Regions from separate parts of the Sus scrofa genome. Here region 1 is linked to region 2. The links are chromatin contacts, called in public Hi-C maps. All regions are on one chromosome and are shown on one strand. Each heading gives the region's core, a stretch centred on a gene start, on an enhancer-like site or on the middle of the called end of the contact. The rest is flanking DNA. Distances are from core to core; before and after follow the strand shown.

What was found. Hi-C and Micro-C count contacts between places; a contact is called where the count stands out from the background.
Region 1: a contact with region 2 is called in a Hi-C map of alveolar macrophages, with 4 times the contacts expected there. The contact joins the promoter of TRMT11 here to the promoter of RSPO3 in region 2. A contact is called at or near these places in 2 of 5 promoter capture datasets (fetal liver and fetal skeletal muscle), 7 of 47 Hi-C or Micro-C datasets (alveolar macrophages, embryonic fibroblasts, fetal heart ventricle and 4 more) and 1 of 2 datasets of contacts at active chromatin or transcription factors (skeletal muscle).

What each region holds. Positions count from the first base shown.
Region 1 is chr1:36,999,671-37,006,119 of Sscrofa11.1, reverse strand. TRMT11 (tRNA (guanine(10)-N2)-methyltransferase homolog) reads left to right here and starts at 4,041. Exons shown (of 13, transcript XM_013992581.2): 1 at 4,041-4,186. The coding sequence starts at 4,115.
Region 2 is chr1:36,064,227-36,071,145 of Sscrofa11.1, reverse strand. RSPO3 (R-spondin-3) reads left to right here and starts at 4,714. Exons shown (of 5, transcript NM_001315656.1): 1 at 4,714-4,810. The coding sequence starts at 4,714.

The DNA of each region.
Region 1 (6,449 bases), core at 2,792-5,291, 940 kb before region 2:
ACCACAGCTGAAGAAACATTTAATATTGCTGTGGTTGGGGATGAAAGTATCAAAGAAGACTTTCCAGAGAAGGTAATAATAAAAGAAGTTTAAAAGTATACAAATTTGGGGAAAAAGATATAAAATTATCTTTGTTCATAGGTGATATGATCATCTATGTAGAAAATCTGAATCAGTTAAAAAACTGCTGAAACTAATAAGCAATTATAGCCAATTGCAGGATACAAAGTTAGTGTGCAAAAGTCAATTGCTTTCCTATATACCAGCACATTGGAATTACCTGAGGAGTTTTTAAAAATACAAGGCCTGGAATCTATCCCAAGAGATTCAATTTAATTTGTCTGGGATGTGACCTGAACACAGGTGTTTTTAAAAGCTCCTGGAGTTCCCGTTGTGCGTCAGCTATAACCAACCCCACTAGTATCCACGAGGATGCGGGTTCAATCCTGACCTCGCTTAGTGGGTTAAGGATCCAGTGTTGCCACGAGGATGAACAAATGGAATTTAAAATTATAAACACAGTACCAATGTGCTGCTAAATTTAAGAACCTGTGACCTATGGGAATTGAATAAAACTCTCCTTTGCGCCCTATTTTAGTAGATACTCAGGAAAATCCCTTTTATGGGACTTGTGGCTATCTATACTATATATAATTATTTTCCTACTCATGGGAAGCAACTAGGATCAAGAGATGGTGATTATTTGCAATTGTGCTTAAACAAGAATTTGTTTATTTTTTTCCTAGGAAAGCTATATGCCTACTGTGAGATTGTCAGTATTTGCAAACAACTTGTCAAAAGCCTTTATTTAGAAACCATATTTGCTTCTTATATTTTAGGGAGAGAAAGTAGGAAAGAGGAAAAGAGAAAGGATGAAAGATCTAACTCAAATGAAGCAAGTGCACTGTGAACTTATCCCTAGTACACAAGTGTTGCCCAAGAGAAGTAATAAATGGCATTCCATTCAAAGATGTGCAAAGCTGCCTAAGCTACAAAGTTAAAGCCTGGAGCTTTTATTTAATAAGTTTCTAGAATGGTCTTCAGTATCTTCAATCTTTTTTTATTTTTTATTTTTGATTATTAGTATGGATTTTAACTAGTGACAACAAACTTCAAACCAGAGACAAAATTTGGAATGGTTAGTTAAATTTGAACACTGGGGAGTTCCCATCGTGGCTCAGTGGTTAACGAATCCAACTAGGAACCATGAGGTTGTAGATTCGATCCCTGGCCTTGCTCAGTGGGTTAAGGATCCAGCGTTGCCATAAGCTGTGGTGTAGGTTGCAGACGTGGACCGGATCCCGTGTTGCTGTGGCTCTGGTGTAGGCCAGTGGCTACAGCTCCGACTGTACCCCTAGCCTGGGAACCTCCATATGCCACGGGAGCGGCCCAAGAAATGGCAAAAACACACACACACACACAAAATTTTGAACACTGGCCATTTAGGGCACAACATTTTCACCGTTTTACTCTAAGACCATGGTATAGTATCTTCAATCTTAATGAAGATAATTCAGGAAGAAGAGAAGAGAGAAAAAAACACTAGCTGCTCTCAGGAAACAAACCTGACAAGATGGGACTCTGAGTCATCAGTTCAAACTTAAGTAACTGCAATGGGTTTAAGTATAACTCGGCTCCTTGAGGTCAAATTTCCAACAAACAAGATCTCCAGAAGTGAAGAAACGTAGATCTCATCCTCTGGTCAGAAGAAGCACCAGAACAAACCGGAAGCCCTAATTGCAAACTAGAGCAACTAATTTGCCTCAGGTGAAGCAGTATCTGTGCATTAAAAAAAAAATTAAAAATGTGAAGGGAAACAGGCTGGAACTTCATCCTTCTCTTCTGATCATCCTTAAAATCTGATGCTGCCACAATTCAAATAATCAAAAGCCATACATTTCCAGGCAGATGGAGTTAGGCTAGAGGAGAACAACTCTCCCCAATCTCAGCAACTGCATGAAATAGGAACAGTTTTCCAAAAGGAGCCTAAACTAGGGCCTGCTAAAATTAGAGATGCCTTTCTTCTTTGGGCCAGCCCTTAATTTCATTCTTCTGTTTGCAGTGAGATTTAGACTGCAAGATACCAAAAATGGTTTCAATCTTTTACTCCATTTCCAACACAAGGCCAATAAGACCTTTCCTCATGAACCTTAGCTCAAAGGATCTTATGTGAAAAATCAGTAAAACTTGAATTCATCTGGGTTCTCCTAGGTCCTGTATTCTCAGTTGCTATCTCTGCACAACATCATATCAATCCAGCCATGAAAATGAGCACCTCTTTGATACCCCCTAAAAAGTTGTCCCATCAAAATCTCATGTGGGTTTGGTAATTCTGACAAGTTTTGGATGGGGCACATCAACCCTGCACATCCTTTCCCTAACATTGCATTTGTTCTCTGCCTACCTTGACCCCTCTTCTCAAAAGAGTTAATAACCTTTTCATGTGTCAGAGAGTACTTTTATTCCCCCTCTCTGAAGCCTTGGGGCCAAGAGACATATATGCTCCTCAGAGACTCACTTGACTCAAGGGGACTTATCAAGACATCTTTCCTGGGAGTTCCTGTCATGGTGCAGTGAGTTAAGAATATGACTGTACCAGCTCAGGTTGCTGCAGAGGGGGTAGGGTCCAATTCCCAGCCTTGTGCTGCAGCTTAGAAGGATCTGCCCTTACCACAGCTGAGGTGTAGCTTGCAGCTATGGCTCAGATTCAATCCCTGGCCCCGGGAACCTACATATGCCTCAGGTGTAGCCATTTAAAAAACAAAACAAAACAGAAAAAAGACATCTATCCTAACAAAAGTAGAGGGCTTGTTAAGAGGAATTCTCATGGAGGTTAAGAGAAGAAAAATCTCCTTAAATGCTATTTATTGCCCCATACACTATATTAAACACCTTACGTACATTGAGGGAGGCAGTATTATTCCATCTCAGATAAAACAGGCTAAAAGAAGCAAAGAAATCTGCTTGAGAGCATACCAGATAGTAATTAGTGGAACTTAAAGTTTGAACCCAAGACTGACAACAGCCTATGCTAGTAATCACGACTAGAAAGCAGTAACTATGATCCTGACACTTGATGCGGGGAAAATGCAGAATACTTACTCTTGTGCTTTGTATGATATGTGGAATGCAAAAGATAAAAGGTCTCAAAAGCACGAAGGACTTAGTACTTTCAAAAGCAGCAACATAGATATAGAATACGCAAATTGTTAAAATTTATTAACTGTCTGCTACTATGAAATCTGTACTGGTGTTAATAGTTAGAAGCAACTTCCATCATGGAACATAATAATACAGTTGGCTGCGGACTGGTCATGGGAATCTAACAACACAAGCTAATAAGCACAGTTGACCCTTGAACAAGGCAGGCAGTGGGTGAGGGGAATTAGGAACATCCATCCTCTGCAAAGTTAAAAATCTGTGTATAACTTTAGGGTTGGCCCTTCAGTTTCTAATCTTGTAGTACTATAGCACCACTCGCTGAAAAAAAGTCACATACAATTGTACCCGGAGCAGTTCAAACCTCTGTTGTTCAAGGATCAATTGTACTTACTCTGAGGTGGACACTGCTTTGTTTTCTGTGAGGCACAAAATGAATCTTAAGAGATCTCTTTCCTCAAGAGCGCACTCTAATTGGCTTACAAGGCACATATCCTTGAAAGCTATTGCAAGAATACAAGAAGTATACCAAATGTTAAATGAGTGGTCCAGCTAAGTCAGCCCCCAAAGCCTAGAGTGTTTAGAGAGGTCTGCACGGAAAAAAAGTGAAATTTTAGTTAAGTTTTTAAGAACCAGGAGTTGAAGAACTGCGGGAAAAGTAGTACATTCCAGGTGTGCGAACTAAAAACTGGCTCACCGCACCTTGCTCCTGAATACAACACAGATCCTCACTCCAACACGTGGTACATCGTGATCTTTAGCAGAAAGCACCTGGCAGGCAACACAACCATTCCGGGAGTCTCGGGGCTCAAGACCCTTACGGAGGAACTTCAGGACAGCGTCCAACCCCCCCACTTCCGCTTCCGGCTCCTCAGGCTCCGCCTCAGCGGAAATGGTGTAGGGGAACAAGGGGTAAGGCCCCGCGGGCCGCGCCGGCGCACCGTGGGTCGGTGCCATGGCGCTGCCGAGTTCCTTGAACAGGTATTTGCTGCTCATGGCACAGGAGCACCTGGAATTCCGCCTACCGGTGAGTCCTCCACCGCTTTCAGCGGAAGAGGACGGCGCGGTTGGGGTTGGCGTGGGGGTGGAGGCAACCAGCTCATCCTGAGCCCGCAGGGATAGGGGGTGTCTGTGCTTGCGGGAACATCAGGAGTTCCCGCAGTCCTTGGGCCCCGGGACAGATCTGATCTCGGCGGAGGATGTGTAAGAGAGAAGTCCGAGACAGCCTCTCTCAGCCTTACTAAGCATTTTCATTCACTCCCCTGCCCAGGTGCCGGGCAGTGGAGTTAGGCAGGTAAAAATGACCCGTCCTCTTCCTGGAGGAATTCTTAGTCAAGCGGAGAATAGAGACAGCAGACAGAAATCCTCCGGGTAGTGTTTCAAGTATCGAATATTCGGGTCAGATTTAGTGGGGGTGGGAGTGGTGGTGGTGGTGGGTGATAGAGTTAGATGATGGAAAAGTTGAGGAAAGTGTTTTATTTTTTGATTCTGGAAACGTTTTCAGAGTACTTGTTATCGAATGTGCTGGGCCCTGAGGATATAACGGTGACCATGTTTGCCTTAAAGGAGTTTACTGTTTAGGCTAAGGGGTGAGCAGGTGCATAAACATAGCATTATGAAATAACGTTGGTAAACGCAGTGATATATGCAGGAAAATGTCAGAGCATATAGAAGGGAAATCTGATCCACCTGAGGGGGGGAGTGTTGGTCATTAAGATGGCTCCCAGGAGGATATGGCACTTGAACTGTAATCTAAAAGATGAGTAGGAGTTAGCTAGGCCAAAGAGAGACATAAGTAAAATAGAATTACAAGCTGTTCATTATTATTGGATTACCAAATATGTAGCAAGGGATTACAAGAAGAGAGCAGGAGAGGAGGGTAGTGTTCAGAAAATGCAGAACTTTAAATACTCTGGAGCTTGGAAGGGGACTTTATTGAAAAATTTTCAAGGAAGTGACAGAATCAGATTTTTTTAAAAAATCACTTTGGCAGCAAAATAGAGGATAGATTGGAGAAGAATAAGGAGTTAGGAATCTGTTGAAATAGTCTTATTAATAGATTAGGAAGGCCTGAACTAGGACAAGGGATAAGAGGATGGGATCGACTGGGGAAATATTTAGGTGATAAGTCATAAGGGCTTTATGATTGATTGAATGTTGAGGGAAGAGGGACCAGTCAAGGGTGATTGCTGGGATGGATATAAGGGTATTTCTATTTAAAATAGAGGGTACAGGCAGGTGTAAGATTTAAATTTTGGCTATGCTGAATTTGATATGCTGGTGTAGCATCAAATGGAGATGACCAGGAGGCACCGAATGTGAGTATGTGTAGATCTTAGAGTCTCATGGACAGGTAAATAACCTGCATATTCTGCATATGAACACTAGGAGAGAAAATTAAGTTAATCAGAGAAAGCCTAGTGTCAGAAGAGTGGTTGGGCCAAATACAGGTACTTGGAACCATTGATATTAAGGGGACATGGGCAGAGGAGATCATCAAGAAAATAGGCAAGTGTCAGAATAGGAAGTGGGTGAGACCATAGAAATCAAGAGAGTCAAGTTTTAGGATTTTGCTAGAGCTGATGTGCAGTTTTAGTGGGGAGAAGCCAGGTTTCTTGGGTTAGTGGTGGCTGGAAAACGAGGGGAGATAGATTACTTTTTAACATAAGAAGGGAAAGTAAGATTGGTTAATAATTTGAGGGGGACCTAGGGAGAATCTATATCCCTCTTGTAGAAATTGGCTTGTTTGTAGGCTGGAAGGGAAAGGGAAAATGGATATAAGGACATGGTGGGGGGTGTTGATCTTTCAATAGAAGGGGAGCATGGGGGGAGGAGAGCTAGGATGGGTGTGGGTAGCTATCCAAGGGCCTGTTTTCTGGGTAATGAATGAGTCAGGGTTATTTCTTGAGAGATGGGGGACCAAGCAGCTGAATGGAAAAATTGAGAAAAATAGTAAAACTTGAAATAATCATTGAACAAAAGAGGGAGTGAAGAGCTAAACAATTGAATAAAGAAGAACTCAGGTGTTAGAGCAATGCTGAAAACCCAGCTTTGGGTGAAGAGCATATATTTGTAATTGTGCCAAGATTTTGTGATTTTCTTCAGTTTTGTTCAACTCCATGGCCTTAGGAGTTTTGAAGGAAGATTGTGGCATTGATTCAGGACTAATGTCCTGCTAGGGAGGTGCATTGGCAAGGTGGGGGTGCAGGGACATAGATTTTCATGGAGGAAGTAATATTTTAATTAGATCTTAGTTGATGAAGGAGATATTCTGGGGATGAAAAAGACTG
Region 2 (6,919 bases), core at 3,465-5,964:
CTGCCCAGAATCCAAGGATTAAAATTCGTTCCATCTTGTCCCAAAGTCTAGAGACACCTAGATAGATTAAACTAGTCTTAGACCTATTTTGCTAGGCCAGAGTCATCTAAGATTCTTGGAAGGGTTTAGACATTTCCAGAAAATCCACAAGTTTACAGGCAGATTTCTAAATCTGGACCTATTCAGTTAAACACAATTTCATAAATGAAAGCTGTGATGTCACATAACTAGAAATAGCTCTGACATTTGCAATTACAAGTCTGTCTTTCTGTTTTGGATATATCGTCATTATTTTCAGAGCTAAGGGACTTTGGAGATGACTTAGTTGAACTTCCTCATTTTTCTGATAAAGAAACCTGAAACACCACAAATTCGGAACAAGGATTCACCTTGATCCCTAGATTTCCAGTGCCCTTCTTACCACAACACACAGCCTCTCTCTATCAAAGCTCTATAATAAAACCAAAGTTTCTGAGGTAGTAAATTATTTATATTAAGTACTACTGGATATTTGCTTTTTAAAATGAGCCCAGAAATGAACTGATTTGTGATTTGTGAAAGAAAGATGTTTTTAAAAATAAGCACACCAGACAGGCTTACCACAATTTTATAAGCATCTCATAACTTCATCTGGGAGAAAAAACATTCTTTCTGTTGACAGAAAGAAATTCATCATGGGTCTTGATTTTCTCATTTTCTTAATGCTGTAACCATTTAATACATTTTTAAATTGTTATAATAATTCTGTCTCCTTTATTTCTTTCTCTAAAAATAGTAGTTTTCTTCCTGCTCATTTCAATGGCTTTTAAATACTGCCGTCTGCTCTCTATTTCAGGGATGACTTCTAGCTGCATCAGTTACAGACCCCGCCTACAGTACCCTGTTTGACTTACTCACCCAGATGCCTCCAGATCTGAGTAACTGGAGAGTTGAGCATTTTCAGGATCTGCATGTTAGCTCTGTGGTATAATGACTGATGTCAGCCTGAACTTTGCCAAACATCTCTCATCACTACTAGTTATGTCCCATTCCAAGTTAATGGGCTTGCTCTCTCTTTCTGGAGCACACCCCCCTTTCACATATTTGCAGTATGGATTCAACAATATGACAATCATTTTCTTTCCTTAAAATGCCACTGCTGCAAGGGACAAAAATAACTTGTTACTGTTGTCACTGCCTGATGGAGGAGGTAGAAAAGGAGAGATGAGAAGTTGTAGTAACTAGTCTGGATGAGTTTAACCCCTCTGTCTTTGTCCAAAACTATTCTATTCTCCTGGCCTGACTCTCTTCAACTCTTAGTTATCTAAATTCCCTGGGCCTTTAATGTTTTCTGGAGAAAAATAGCAAGCCAGTGTTGACTTCTATGCTGAGCCTATGGTTGTTAACTTGCTTTAGGCTTGGGCCCTGGAATCCATTGGCAGCCATAGGCTTCTGTTGAGTGTTGTTCAAAAAAAAAAAAAAAAAGATACCCCATTGCACAAAATAGGCCATGGCAAGCTTTTCATAGGATGCAAGAGCAGTCGAGGGAACATAAGACTCAACCAGGCAAGTAAACACACATTTAATAGTACGGTAACATGGATCAGGAAAAAGTTATTCTAAAGCAGAGCGTCAAGAAAAAAAGAATACCCTCGCCGTTTATTTAATGTTTTCCTTATGTCTCCTCAGAGCAGTGCTTATTCTTTGACAAGCTTTTCCTGCCCACTGCATCTAGTACATCTTTTCTGGGATGGCTCAAGAACTGCAGCTTCTCACTGTGTTTGTTTATTTATTTACACAGCCATTCCTGTGTTCATCCAAACTAACATATGTCTGCACAACTCACAGTGAAAAGTAAATGTCTTTCTTCATGTTTATTCCCCTGAACTTGTTCACCAAATTGCTTTTTTACATCTCCTTTTGCAATCTCATCCCATCCGGCTCAAGTATCCCGGATTAGAAAGGCCGTCTCTGGAGTCCTTTTCAAAGGGAGCCTCCCACAGCCTTTAAATCCCCTACGTTTTATGGTGCAGATATTCAGGATCTGAGGTATTAAGTAAGAAGGAAAGCAAAGCTGACTGAGACGGGCACAGAAAAATAGAGTAGCTTCTTTTTTGGATAATCATTATTGGAATTGTCCTGTTATCTGCAGCTTTGCTGGTTCAAAGTAATAAACTCAGTCATTTCCAACTGGACATTATGCAACAGATAAAGGAAGGGAGGATGTGTGTGTGTGTGTGTGTGATGTACAGAAAATACAGTTCCACCACAGAAAGAGAAATGTTGCAAATGGGAATTTTTTAAATAAGTTCTAAATCATGATATTGATGGGCTCTTGTCTCCCTCATAATAAAGAACCTAAACAAAACTATTCCTACCTTCAAAATTCCAATACAGGTATGCTAAGTGATAAATGAGATTTAATTAAGGAATTAGCAATGGAGCGGCCAGTGTCTCAGATTCTGATTTTTAGCATCCTGACAAGAATGCCCATTTCATGTCCCTTTCCTTTTGCTTCCAGGCCATTTCATCTCCTGTATCCTCACTTTTAGGATGTATAACAGCTATACTGTCGAAGTCTTCACTGACACACAAGCTGAGGCACTGCAAGCTTGCAAAATGGAATGCATAGAAACAATAAACTTTTTTTTTCTCTTCTCATTTATCAACATAGAAATTGAAGGCAATCCAGCAATAGAATTTACAAATGGGTGAAAAGGAGAAAAAAAACAAATCTTATTTGTTTTCCTGAAAGGCGTTAGTTGTTTTCTAAACGTAAATGAGCTGAGCATAAGAATTAACAAAGTATGCTTGAATCAGGGATTTTTCCAGAGCGACCTCTTAGAAGTTTGGGGCTATATAAAACTATCATGCTACAGAGTGTAGTCCTTGAGATAGTTGTTAAATACAACACATAGGACAGATTTATATTAAAATCACTTCGGGAGCTTGTGATTTTCAGTTAAATACTTCAGCAACTACTGGAAGCTCTTCCACTTGTGCTGCTGGAGAAGAGAGGTGGGAAGCTACTGCTGACTAATAACAGCCAGGGTGGACCCCACTCAGAAGTGCCAGCCCTTGGCTTTTCCACCCTGGGTGAAGCAATGAATCTTATTTTCTGCATCCAAGGGCCCCTATCTGCACTGAGAACAGAAGGAAGTAGTGGACCCCCTCCTCCTCCCCCAGGACCAGGAAAAATCTTTCCAAATATGATTCGCAGTCCCCCAGCTGAGAAACCAGATTGCACAACAGATCTTCTCGAGAAGATTGAGAGACTGAGAGTGGGAGCAGCGGCGCCCAGCGAGGGCAAGCTGACTGTGAAGGGAACTGCCTGAGGGGAGGAGGAATCTTCCAGAGCCTCAACAGGCTCGGTTTGGATGAAAGTCGCAGCACAATGGAATTTCCTAAGGGTGTGTGAGCGCACACACATCGGAGTCCTGCCCCCCGTAGGCAGGTAACGGGAGGCCGAGCTGACCACCAGTGACCCTGAGCTGCCTCGGGACCACCCGCTCGGCGCCCAACTGCAGCTACTTTTATTGAAAGAAAGAAAGGAAAGGAGAAAAGCCACAGAGGAGGGATTCAAGAAAACTGCGAAGGAGTCCGCAGCAGGAAACCCTCCAGCGATCTGCCGAGGGGGCGAGGAGCGAGCTGCCCGGGGCCAGCGGTTGCGCGCCGGCGCTGGAAGTGGAGGCGCGAGGGAGCTGGGACGCCTGGTCCCCCAGGAGCGGGCTGCCCTCGGCCTAAGGCGGCTGAGACCCGCCGGACTCCAGAATCGGGGGCAGTGAGGGGGGCCGAAAGAGGGGAGTGTCTTGGGCCCGCCGGACCTTCGACCTCAACGCTCCCTGCCGGAACGTGCCCACCTCTCCCCGAGAGAGCTACCCTTCTGAGGGGTCTTCTGGGTACGCAGTGACTCCCCCCACTCCCCCAGGCTAGCGTTCTCCCGCCTTCTCTGCAGTGTCCAGAGATGCTCCGCCGCAGACCCGGGACCCCTTAGGCGCCTCTTCCCGTCCCTCTGCCAAATCGCGACGCCTGTACTTTTCCAGCTCCCTCTTTCCCTCTTGAAATTGAAAGTTATTGAGGTCGCTCAGGGTTGTTGCTCCAGCAGTTTCCTTCCCCGCCCCCGAGCTCCCCCCGCCCCCCCGCAGCCAGCCCCCCTCCCCCTCCCTCGCCCCGGCCCTCCCTCCCTCCCTCCCTCCCTCCTTCCCTTCACCACTGGAGCGGCTCCTGCTCGCGAACAGAAGAAGCAGCTCGGGGTCTCTCCGCCGCCCCTTGGCCATGGCCGCGGTGCCGACGCCGCCCGCTCCCCTCAGCTCTCGGGGCCCCCGCCGCTGCCGCCGCAGCCGCCGCAATCTCTAAGCCCAAGGGGCCGCCACCGTCTCCACTGTCCGCCTGGATCTCGCCCGCGGCCCCTGCCGCCCCACATCATGATACCTGCGGCCATCCTGGCGAGGCCGCTAGCTGCTCCTGGAACCCATACTTGCGGCATTGACAGCCACTCTACTGGAGCCGCCTTAGCTCGGGGAAAGTACAATAGTTGGTTTCCCTGACCACCCGACCCGCTTCGTTTGCGACCCCAGCACGCCTATCGGATCTGAGTGGAGAAGTTGTCCGCTGCTTGGGTTCTCTCTCGCTCTCTATATACGCCTAACACCTACGTATATTTCTAAAACATTCAATATTAATTAACAATCAAAAGAAAAAGGAGAAAAGGAAGGGAAATATTACTGGGTTACTATGCACTTGCGACTGATTTCTTGGTTTTTTATCATTTTGAACTTTATGGAATACATCGGCAGCCAAAACGCCTCCCGGGGAAGGCGCCAGCGAAGAAGTAAGTGCAGGGTTTTTTACGCGTTTGCTCTCTCCCGCCGCGTTCACCTGTCGGGTCGCTTCGCCTGCCCTGAGTCGGCTCCCGGCGGCAGCGGTCCTCCCACCCACCACCCCACGCCTCAAGAGGAGGTAACAGTTTAGGCTCCGGGGTGGACGGTGTCTTTCATGCCTTCCTCTCTGTGTCCTACCCTTCCCCCGCATCCTCCTGGGTGCTAGAGTCCCGCGGACGCGGCGCCAAGGTGGCTCTTACCCCCTCGAACTTCAGGTTCGCGGAAAAGTTCGGTCATTCGTTAGACTAGCTCTAGGGATTTGGGCTTTCCCTCGAATACTCAGGCGGGGACCTCGAGCCCCCAGGCACCCCCGACGCCCGGCAGGCGGGATGCCCCTGACCACTGAGTTCCCGCCGGGGGAGGCGCGGCCCCGGCGCCCGCTCACCTTGCGTCGCCGCCTCGCGTGGGGAGACTTTGCTGGGTCCTCCCGCGGTGCTGGGGTCACGAAGCGCTTTCCCGCCACTCGCGGAAAGGGAAAGCGAGCGCCTGCGCGGCCGCTTCCCCCAGCCACGCACGAGTGGAACAGAAGGGCGAGCGGGGCGCGCGGGGCTCGCATGCCTGCGCGCTTGCGGAGCCGCTCGCAGTCCCACTCCAGGGGACGTGAGGACTGCCGAGCCGGCCGCTGGGAGCCGAAGGTGCCGGGTTTCCAGTTACAGTCTCGCCTGTCACGCGCGAGCGCTTTTACTCTCTCAGGCCCTTTCAAGTGGGTCCCAAGCGCAGATACAAACTGAGGGTGGCGTCCCCCTAAAGACTCAGGCTCGCCTCCTCACTGCCCGTTATCCTGACTCCAGTTACTTGGAAGGCTGGCTTGTGAAGACTTCTTAAAACAGTGTGTCCTAGCTAGGATGAAACCGGCACTCCCCGGGCACTCTCGACTCGGGTTGGTCTGTTTCAAGGTGGCGTCTTCCAGAGATGAGGAGATAGATGCGAGAAAGGCACCTCTCCCTGCTCCCGGGGGACCCGGTGCCCTGGCCGCTCTGGCATTGGTGCCGGCGTAGGGAGTCCTTCACAAATAGAGCCGGGGGCGCCCCTGGCTCCAGCATGAAGGGAGCTGGAGGGAGAAACTTTCCCCGGGGCACAGAGAACGATGCTGTTGCCTTGGTCGGAACTCCACCGCCCGGGAGCCAATGACACTTGGTTCTGCCTGGTCCCGCGCGCAGAAGCAGCTCAGAGCGCTGGCCCGCGAAGCCCCTCCGGGCAAGCGCGGGTACAGCGCTGAGGACACAGCACAGGCTTGTGTAGATGGAGATTTAGTAATCGCTTCTCCTCCGCTGTTTGTCTGTGCCCTGTCCCTGGACGTGAGGGTCACCTGAAAGCTCCCTTTGTGCCTCTCGCCTGGGGCAGACAAGGTTTGATTCACCTGAAAATTGCCTTTAAAAAATTTAGCTGAGCCAAAGCGCCAGGGGCTCCTGCCTGGCCTCAACGACTCAAGGATCGCGTAGCAGGGGGCAGGAGGGTCTAATCTAAACACGTCAGGGCATCAGATTTATTATTCTTGGCCTCTGAATGGTTGTATTCTTCATAACTCCTCCACCCACCCTTTCCCTCGAGCCTTGCGGCCGCCACAGAAAACAAGTGGCCTGGGGCTCGAGCCTTGCCCTCGTTCCTGGCGGTCCCCACCTCCTCTCCTCGCAGGGTAAGGCCTGGGGAACTGAATCGCAGGTCGGTGGGGAGAGAGATGCTGGGCACAAGTGCAGCCTCCTGTTTTACATCGTTTTTCCAGCCTGCACTTACCTGGAGCGCATAGCCCACTCCCTCCTTCACCCGACTGAGGACCCCAGCGCCTGGAGCCACCCAGTTGCTGGGAAGGGAAATTGTGCTGAATGTCAGTGTTAAGAGTTGTCTCTGATTGCAGTTCGGGGGCCCCTGTTTCTGATGGAAGACATAGGGAAAAAAGCTGGCCATCTACTTGTTCCCACTTCCCCCAACAAAGACAGAGGTACAGGTAGCTGCCCAGCTACGCTGCCCCAAGTCTTCTGGGAGTAGAGGAGGGTGGTGCTCCTCTAGGCTCAGACTAGAGAGGATTTAGAGTCCAAAGGTGATCTGCTTTTTGATCTGCC